3 separate regions of the Gossypium hirsutum genome follow, and regions 1 and 2 are each linked to region 3. A link is a contact called in public Hi-C data. All regions are on one chromosome and are shown on one strand. Each heading gives the region's core, a stretch centred on a gene start, on an enhancer-like site or on the middle of the called end of the contact. The rest is flanking DNA. Distances are from core to core; before and after follow the strand shown. Region 1 has its middle 31 kb from the start of LOC107888757. Region 2 holds the start of LOC107888755 (DNA mismatch repair protein MSH2). Region 3 has its middle 6.9 kb from the start of LOC107889947.

Region 1 (3,033 bases), core at 297-2,796, 150 kb after region 3:
CAAGTTAACTCTGCACTTAAAAGAGCTTGTTTTCAAGTCAATTTAGGATTTTATATTTCGTTTTCAATAATTAGGCATAAGAACACACACCCAAAACGCCTAAAAAAAACATCCCTTTGGAGTAGCTGCACGTTTTCCCCACCACGAGCTTCGATCTTTTACATTCCTAACCTCTAATTCACCTCAATAAGTGTTCTTCTTTCTTTTATTTTCAGTTTTCATTTTTCATTTTTTTCCATTCGACATCGATCAGGAACAGAGGCTAGTAGACAACAACTTGAGGCATCATGTTCTAAACTTGTTCTTTTTCATTTTTATCATTTGGGTTAGTTGTTATTTTACTTCAATTTGAAAATGACACCAAGAAAACAATGATGTTCCACTCAAGAATCGAGTAACCCCGAGGCCAATCACTTCCATAATATAGAAGTTGAGTAGTTCTTCCTTCAGATGAGTGGATAGTTGTTCATACAAGAGAATGGGTTTGATCCCACTATATCTGCTTGCGACAAGATTTGGAATCTCGTTTGAGCCCATTGTTGGAATTATTTTTTCTCAACTCCAACCGAACTGGCGATTAATACTATTATATACAAATATTATGCCTCCTTAAAATATAAGGAGAATCGGAAGCAAAGGGGTGAGACAATCACCAGCATGACTGTCCAGGGTAAAGAGGTGTTGAGTACACCTCAAGATATTTGTTGATTTTACAACGCCCCATATTATACCCGCGATTTTTTAGAGACCTTAGACTATTCATGTTTGAGGATTTTGACATGGAGGGTATTATCGACTACTTGATGGAGGGCCATGGTGAGTGGACTCACCAAGCCAACTCTGAGCTACCATTGAAATTTAACACAGCCATCATGTTCTCGATGGCCAAGATGTGGATGCAGCTTATTTGCACCCGCCTCGTGCCGACCCATAATGCCTACCGAGCGGTCATGCTTTACTTCATCTTGCATAGAGAAGGAATTTGCGTAGGCCACTGGATATATGAGGCGATGCTCAAGTGCATATGACATCGAAAACAAAGTATGTACTTCCGCATCCAATTACCGCCTTACATCACCGAGTCGATGTCCCCATGTCATCGATCGAGCCGTTCACGAGACCCACTTGAAGTGTGATTGGGAATAACTTGTACGGCCAGGTCATCGAGCTCCAACGTAAACAAAATTGGGAGAAGGAGCTGTGAACTAAACATGGGAACGACACTCAGGGGCTGAAAAAGAGGAATGGGAAAGCACATACATCGAGGATGACAGGCCTCATAGATATACCGATATCAGAGTGGAAGACCCGTTGGATGCAGGACATGAAAGACATTCTGGTCTGCATCGCAAAATATAATTGGTGGCCCACACCAACGCTACTCTCTGACATGTTCGAGAGGTTCCCACCGCCAAGCAAGGAGGGTGTCGGTGATGATGATGAGGATGATAAGGAGGAGGAGACCCCAATCGCTACACCAGACTATGAGCAAATATCTCACCCAGATCGCTCATCAACGAAGGGTGTGGTGATCCATGACCTGAGCCAGCACAGCTCAGCCCAGACTTCAGGAATGAGGGCTACAAAAACGTTGGTGAGGCATGATAGGGGCAAGGCCCAAATGATCAAGGAGTTGGAATCCGAGTCCGACTGATTTTGAACATTTGTATATATTTTGATTTGTGTACTGTATTTTTATTAGGGATGATTTTTAATTTTTGCATTAGTTTTAATTAGTTAGAATTTAGCAGTTTCTATATATGTTTGTGTGCTATTAATTTTTCTTTGCATCAACCCTATAATTTTTTATGGCACAAAAATTATAAGCTAAAACAAAAAGGAGGGGTAGTCTCAATTTTGCACATATCATGCTAATCGGGTAACCTTTTTTTCTTTGATATTTTTTATTGCATGTTAGGGACAATGTGCCGAATAAAGTGTGAGGGTGACTTAGGAAAATTTTAAAATGTTTTTTTTCTTTTTAGTTATATTATTTTCTTGGTTTTTAGTTTTTAATTGCATATTTGTGCAGCTTGTAGAAATACTTAGGTTGTTTGTTTAAATTGTAAAATTAGCTTGAAATTAAATGATTTAGGTTGTCTATATTAGACTAATTAGTTCAGTTCATTAGACTGTAAATAGGTAAAAGAGATTAAATATACCAAGTGATAAAGGTAGACACTAGTAGGAAATTATATTTATAGAAGTATAGGATGTTCAAATTAAAAAGAAAATATTCGACAAAATCCATGGTTATTGGAACAGTGCAGTATGACTTGTATAAATTTTATAAAAAGTGCCCGAGAAAAATCTTTATAGTATTGACACAAATAAAAAAAATTATCATAAGGGATATCGAGAAAATATTACTACATTAAAATTCAAAGCATAGATAAAAATAAATCGACCAGGAAAAAAATTCAAACTGACTATACTCTGCAAAAATAAATATTATATTCGTATATACATTTTGATGGATAAATATATTTAATTTTCTTTAACTTGTTTACTTTTTAATTTATTAAACTAATCTATTTAACTGTAAATAACTGTAAATTTTTTAAATAATTAGCTAGAATTATATATTTAGACAAATCGTCCTAGTGTCGATGCTCTGACCTAATCTTGTGTATCAAGCCGACTCAAGCATATTTCTTTTCCTTTTCATGTTTATTTCTTGTTTTCAATTTTAGTTTATTCTCATTTTTTTTGGTAGTAGGACAAGCAAAAACTTAAGTGTGGGGTATTTGACCTGGCGTCAAATGTAGTTGTCAACTCAGGTCAATTCCGCACCTAAGGAGCTTGTTTTCCAAGAAATTTAGAATTTTAAATTTCATTTTCAGTAATTAGGCCTTAAGATTAAAAGTTAATAAAAATAAGTGTTTTTAACACATTTTGCAAGTGTTGTGACCTAATAAGTCGACACGGGTCTTAGGTTGAGTTAATTGGTTCAATTGAGTGTGTGGAATGAAGATATAAAGGCCCAATTGACATAAAAGAAAGGCTCAAGTGAGACATAAGTTTCCCGAGACG
Region 2 (3,277 bases), core at 168-2,667, 250 kb after region 3:
CAATAAATTTCACTCATTCTGTGCATGTATCATTCCTTGTTTTCTCGAAAAGATTCATCCTCGCATTTTGTCTTTGATCGAATCTTGGTTTGATTTGCTTGACCTTTGACCTTATTGTTGGGCTTTGAGGTAGTGTAAGTCCATCACATCCATGAGTCTGAAATTGGGCCTTAAGACTTTCATCGTATAATCAATATTATCATTTGCACATGTTAAATTATTTGAATTTACTTATTAACTAACTTCTTACTATATTCAAATTCAACAAATCTACATTGCTTTTAGGATTATAATTAATTTATACACTAAACTCATGCATCACAGGTAAGAAGACTAATATTATATATTATAAGGTTTATCTAAAATAGAAATAAACAAACATGTTCACATTATAGTTTTTTTAACAAATGGACACTCCCTCGTTTAAGGCACTTATTTTCAATTTGGATAAATTTCTTTTTTACATATTGTCTTTTAAATTAGGGTTTGTTTGATAGAACATTGAAAATAATAAGTAGATAAGAGTTACTTATCACTTAATGGAGGATATTTTCAATCAATTCAATTTTATTTTATTTTATTTATTTTATTATTATATTATCCAATAAAAATTTTATGTCTAAAATTTGATTTTTATTTAAAATAAAGTGAAATATTTAAAAATTAAGGATAAAATGTAAAATATTTTTAATTTAAAATTTATGTTTATCAAACAATTTTATAACTTAAATTTAGTACTTAAATTTTTCAAAACTTATTTTTCTGCATTTAATTTTTTAATTTATCAAATAGTAACTTACATTAAATTAATTTAAACATTACTTAATTATTGAACGTATATTACAATTCATAGGACTCTTTTTTTAAATTAATGTTTTATAATAAAATCCTTTTTATTACTAGTCATTATTTATTTTTTCATGAATTAATTTATCTGTTAGTACAAAATTTTATAATAAAATATTGAAATATCTTTTTTTTATTAATTATTTTAATATAATATTTCAAATCTAAATTTTTCAATTTATTTTAACAATTAATATCTTTATTTATTATAATATTTTAATATTATATTTCGAGACTTCAAAATAAAACAATAAATATATAGTTAATATATTATTAATATGTATTATCAATTTTAAATTTTTTAAAAACCAATTAAATAGACAAGCACAAATGATATTATTATGATACGGACATACAAAGTAGTATTAAACCTAAAAGAAAATATGAAGTAGAATTGAGATACTTACAAATTTGTGGCTTTGTGCATAGTGGATGAAATGAAAGAAAGGCCCAATTCTGGTTATAAATTGAGTCTCCAAGTTATCATCTGTGTTCAGGACTTGGCCCAAGCTTAGGTCAGGTTGATCCAACTTCAACACAACCAAGAAATATGGAGTACTTCGGAGACCCCTTCTCAAAACCCCGCCAATTCCTTTCCCGCCATCAGAAAAAGGCCCTTTATTTTAGGTTTTGTGTTTTTGTTTTTCTACAGAATAAGAATAGGTTTTTGGTTTGTGTTCTCTGAAGCTGAAAAGTAGCAATTTTCTTTCTCTTTTTTTCCCCCGTTTTTGGGCTTTTTGGTAAGTTGTCTCGAAAATGGATGAAAATTTTGATGAACAAAACAAGCTTCCAGAGCTCAAACTAGGTACCCACTCACTCCTTTTTCTGTTAGAAACTTATTTTTATGCTTTTAATTTTCTTTTGATAATTTTTTTCCAGGAATTTATGGTTGATAATACTTTTCTCCTTTTTTGGTTTTGTTTTTTTTGGGTTACTGTTAACAGACGCTAAGCAGGCTCAAGGGTTTCTCTCATTTTTCAAAACTCTACCGAATGTAAGCCCCCTTTCTTTTTCTATCTATTGGGATTTATATTACTAATTATGGTTTTTTTTTCCTTTAATGTTTATTTACTTATATAATGAAACCGAACAGGAACAGGTAAAATGGGGGAGAAAATGCCATATCAATACTTAATATGGTTTGAAAAAAAATGATTTAATTTGAACTATATTTCGTTTCCCTGATCATTTGGTCTCTTCCTTTACAGGATCCAAGGGCTGTTCGGTTTTTTGATCGCCGGGTTAGTTCAGGCTTATAGTCTTTACCACTGTGGGTTGTAAAATTTTATTTTGTCTTTACTTCAATTATGATTATTGGTTAAATAATTTGCTTTGAGAACTGGGTGTTTTTTTTTCACCTATAATTAAGAAATGCCAGTTGGGTTGTCTTTGAAATTAAATATTTTTATTTCTTAATATATAAAAAAGGAAATGGAAATATGGTCTGCATATAACTGTTCTTCAGGAAATTGCTATATACATATACGTGTGTTATCTGAAGTTCAGGGGAAAATGGTTAAATTTTTTAAAGGATCAGACGGTTTTGGAAATATTTTTCTAATCCATTTATTCATGCTAAAGTATATTGCCATTTTTGCAATGCCCTATGCCTAATTACCCATTTTCTTATATGTACTTTTCCCTTTCTACTTGTCAACCATTTCAACCTTCATCTCTGTCAGAATTTGTAAATGTGCAATGCTGCCTGTAAAAATACACAAGCGGACATGAAGACATTCTTATATTACACACATATATATAAATGCATATGTATATATTAGGTGTCTAAAACTTGTACAAACTGATTTTGTTCTATAATGCTAGTTTTATTTTCCTTTTCATTGTAAGCACCACATTTCCAAACTATTGTTTTCTGAATATACAGGATTATTATACTGCTCATGGTGAAAATGCAACCTTTATCGCTAAAACATATTATCGTACTACTACTGCTCTCCGGAAACTCGGTAGTGGCTCGAATGGTCTTTCAAGTGTAAGTGTTAATAAAAACATGTTTGAAACAATCACCCGTGATCTTCTCCTGGAGAGAACAGACCACACTCTGGAGCTCTATGAAGGTAGTGGCTCCAATTGGAGGTTGGTGAAAAGTGCCAGTCCTGGGAATCTGAGCAGTTTTGAAGATGTTCTCTTTGCCAACAATGAGATGCAGGATACACCTGTTGTTGTCGCACTGCTTCCTAACTTCCGTGAAAATGGTTGCACTGTTGGATTTAGTTATGTTGATTTAACAAAGAGAATACTTGGTTTGGCTGAGTTTCTTGATGATAGTCACTTTACTAATGTGGAGTCAGCTTTGGTTGCTCTTGGTTGTAAGGAGTGCCTTTTGCCCTTGGAGAGTGGAAAATCCAGTGAATGTAGAACTCTGAGTGATGCTTTGACCAGATGTGGTGTTATGGTAACTGAGAGAAAG
Region 3 (3,024 bases), core at 230-2,729:
CGTGATGTGACTATAAACTAATTTATTCCACTCCTTTAAACACTCAGTAAATTTTTCTATTACTTCTGACACGGTCTCACTAAAACGTCAATTGTCATTCACAAAATCCCCAAACTCACGGTGCTTGACCAATCCTACCAAAAACCGAAAAGGCCTTCCTCTAGGTAAAGAAATCTCCAGATTAAGGCTGAGAAAAAATGCTCTATGGTCTGACTTAGTTTTGGGAAGATGGGTAATCAAGCTATTTCGAAAAATTTTTATCCATGCTTCATTCTTTAGTGTGTAATCCAATCTCTCAAAAAGCCTACCTCTGTGCCCTGTAAAGGGGAGCATCTCCTACCTGCTAAAAAACTACCAATTTTTTCATTAGGTGTCAAGATTACATTGAAATCACCAATAGCCATTCATGAAATTTGCCCCACGGGAATTGATAAGCTAAGATCCTCTCATACGTCCTTACGCTTTTGACGATTTAAGCTTCCATACACAAAAGAAATAAAAATCGATACTGAAGAAGAAATTGACCAAACCCAGGCGAGATTAAATTGAAGGTGATTGTGAACCACCTCAACCCGAACTGAATTTTTCCAACCAATCCAAATACCCCTAGAGTATCCTATTGCCCCCACGGATGTAAGTATCGAGCCCCAACTGTGCTATAATTTTATCTACTTTGGTCCCACTTACTTTGGGTTCAAGCAAACTAATAATATCCGATTTATATTCCATATTATAATCTGGAACTAGCACAACCCTGACAATTCCAAGAAAAAATTGAGAAATTCATGAAAAATAAAATGAAAATTAGTGACATACCATTACTGAGAATCAGCAACACCAACTAAATTGGAAGCTACTTTATCTTGCGCTCCATTTCCTGTTTCATTCACCATTTGGGACAAAATAAAAATCACCACTGCCTCCATAGATTCAACTAGAGGAATACGAGAATTCCCAGTAGATTTCCCCTTAATGATTTATTTAATTTCCAACCTCCTTGACCAATACCAAACTTGCCACTATTTTTTCTATTTTTATTTCCTAAACTACCCGCTCCTAAGGCATCAAAGTTAATGTACTTCAGCAAGTTCATGGAAATTTGGGTGCGAATTTTCCTTAAAAACTACAACAGTGTGCTTATCAGGATCTAAAACGCCATCGGACAATTGGACCCCAACACCCACAGGACCTTCGAAGGTTGGATTGAAGTGTGCTTTAACTCCATCAAATTCATTAGCCTGCACGGATGGCTCCAGTCCCGACGCATTTGCACCTACAGCAAATAAAGCAGAAATTTTTTCGAAACGAACAAAATTAAAACAAGAGTTGGATTGAACTTGGTTGTGATCATCTTGGGTTGATACATAAGGAAGCTGCCCATCACTTTCAGGCCCTGATTTTGCAGCTGGAGTGGCCTGCTTCCCCAAAGGCCCTTTATTTGGACTGCTTCCAGGTTCATTAAACTTAAGTGAGCCCTTCATAGTCCTGACAGCCCAACTGGCTTAATAGCAGCCCTCCATCACTAGCGCCCTTGGACGCTGAAACAATTTTATTAACTTGGGCCTGGTCAACTTTATTTGAAAAGCTTTGGACCACCTTTATTGGAATTTACTTCTAGATTTTCTTTTTCTAATCCTTGCAATAATTTAATTATAGGGTTTTTATCTTTTCGCAAAGAATCTGTAAATCCCTCTTTTCCCGCAACGTTCATTCCATTTTCTTTCTCTAAATTATTCAAAGCTTGAAAGCGAGATCCCAAAACTTTCTTTATAGTGTTGTTCTTTCCAAAATTTTGTGGGTCCTTAGATGGTTTCTTCATTTTGCGCACCACCAGCATCCAAGGTCCAAAAGGGTCAGTTTCCACCGCCGGTTCAGTTTCTGGAATTCCATTTTCTGGCGTCGTGTTTTTCCTGGCCGAATATTCCAGAATCTCTTTCACTTGCCCACGGTTCTCTTTGAAATGTCCATAACGACAGCAAGAGAAAAAAACAACCGGTAAAGATTCGTACTGAATCCGCTGAACTTTTCCGTTAATCAAAACCATTGAAATCAAGAGTTTTTCCAGGTTAATATAGATCGCCATGCTAGCATATCTGCCCCTTGCTTTACCATCCGTGTTAAAGTCCAATTTTGCAACTTTTCTAACCATACCACCTATTTTCCACAGGATTTTCTTCATATACATATGGCCTGTAAGTCCCGGGAGTCTGAGCCAGGTCATAACCACACTCGAATAGGGTTTAATGGGATCGAAATCCGTTGTCCATAGTTGTACCATTAAATATTGCCCAATAATAGTCCATGGCCCTTGAGATAATACCTTTTCATAGTCTACTAGATTTTGAAATTTCACCAGAAAATACCCATTTTGAAGCGCATGGACAGTTTCTAGATACCATAGATCCGATTTTGAAGCGCCGCGAATCCAATATTTCTCCCCGGTAGTTTAAGCACCACCGAGGTAGCCATGTTCTTGACTAAGATTTCGTTAACCCTGTCCGAGAACTCGATCGATGGAATACCATTAACTGATGATCTTTTGATATCACCGTCTAAAAGAACAAAGTCATCATCCGTTCCTGAAAAAAGCCCCTCATTTCTCTCCTTGTTGGTCATGAGTTCCCTTTCCTAGAAGCATCTCTTTCCAAGAGAGTCGGTGTTAGGTTAACACCATCCACCATTTCTGAGTCCAAATCTGAATTCTGATCCTTGAACCGTACCTTCTTAGTGTTTCGATCACCGACAGAAACTGAAGCACCATCAGCAAGATCACGGAGAGAATTTGTCATTGTTTTTTTTTTAATTTAATGATTTTAATAATTATTCAAAAGGTTATTTTTTAAATTCTTATTTAAATAAAATACGATATAAAATAAAATAAAAGTAAAATTCAGAACTGACTTCTTTTATTTTATTTTAGAATAATATTTTTTAAATTTTATTAAACTCTATATATTTTATATTGATTACGATAAGGTGTTTCAATTCTACTAGAATACGGCTTTACAAGCCTATAAATAGATA

The links. Hi-C and Micro-C count contacts between places; a contact is called where the count stands out from the background.
Region 1: a Hi-C map of leaf shows a contact between it and region 3, with 1.9 times the contacts expected there. The contact joins two enhancer-like sites. A contact is called at or near these places in 2 of 34 Hi-C or Micro-C datasets (callus and leaf).
Region 2: a contact with region 3 is called in a Hi-C map of hypocotyl, with 4 times the contacts expected there. The contact joins the promoter of LOC107888755 here to the enhancer-like site in region 3. A contact is called at or near these places in 13 of 34 Hi-C or Micro-C datasets (anther, callus, hypocotyl and 3 more).

What each region holds. Positions count from the first base shown.
Region 1 is chrA09:41,998,309-42,001,341 of Gossypium_hirsutum_v2.1, reverse strand. No RefSeq gene overlaps it. Among protein-coding and RNA genes, the nearest start is that of LOC107888757, 31 kb to the left of the region's middle. Within about 2 kb of position 1,546, at least 5 of the 9 cell types and tissues checked have an H3K27ac peak or open chromatin away from gene starts, as enhancers often do. A contact at or near this core is called in leaf, where this site is marked.
Region 2 is chrA09:41,896,488-41,899,764 of Gossypium_hirsutum_v2.1, reverse strand. It overlaps LOC107888755 (DNA mismatch repair protein MSH2), which reads left to right and starts at 1,417. Exons shown (of 13, transcript XM_016812949.2): 1 at 1,417-1,651; 2 at 1,791-1,840; 3 at 2,055-2,087; 4 at 2,732-3,277. The coding sequence starts at 1,603.
Region 3 is chrA09:42,150,461-42,153,484 of Gossypium_hirsutum_v2.1, reverse strand. No RefSeq gene overlaps it. Among protein-coding and RNA genes, the nearest start is that of LOC107889947, 6.9 kb to the right of the region's middle. Within about 2 kb of position 1,479, at least 7 of the 9 cell types and tissues checked have an H3K27ac peak or open chromatin away from gene starts, as enhancers often do. A contact at or near this core is called in hypocotyl and leaf, where this site is marked.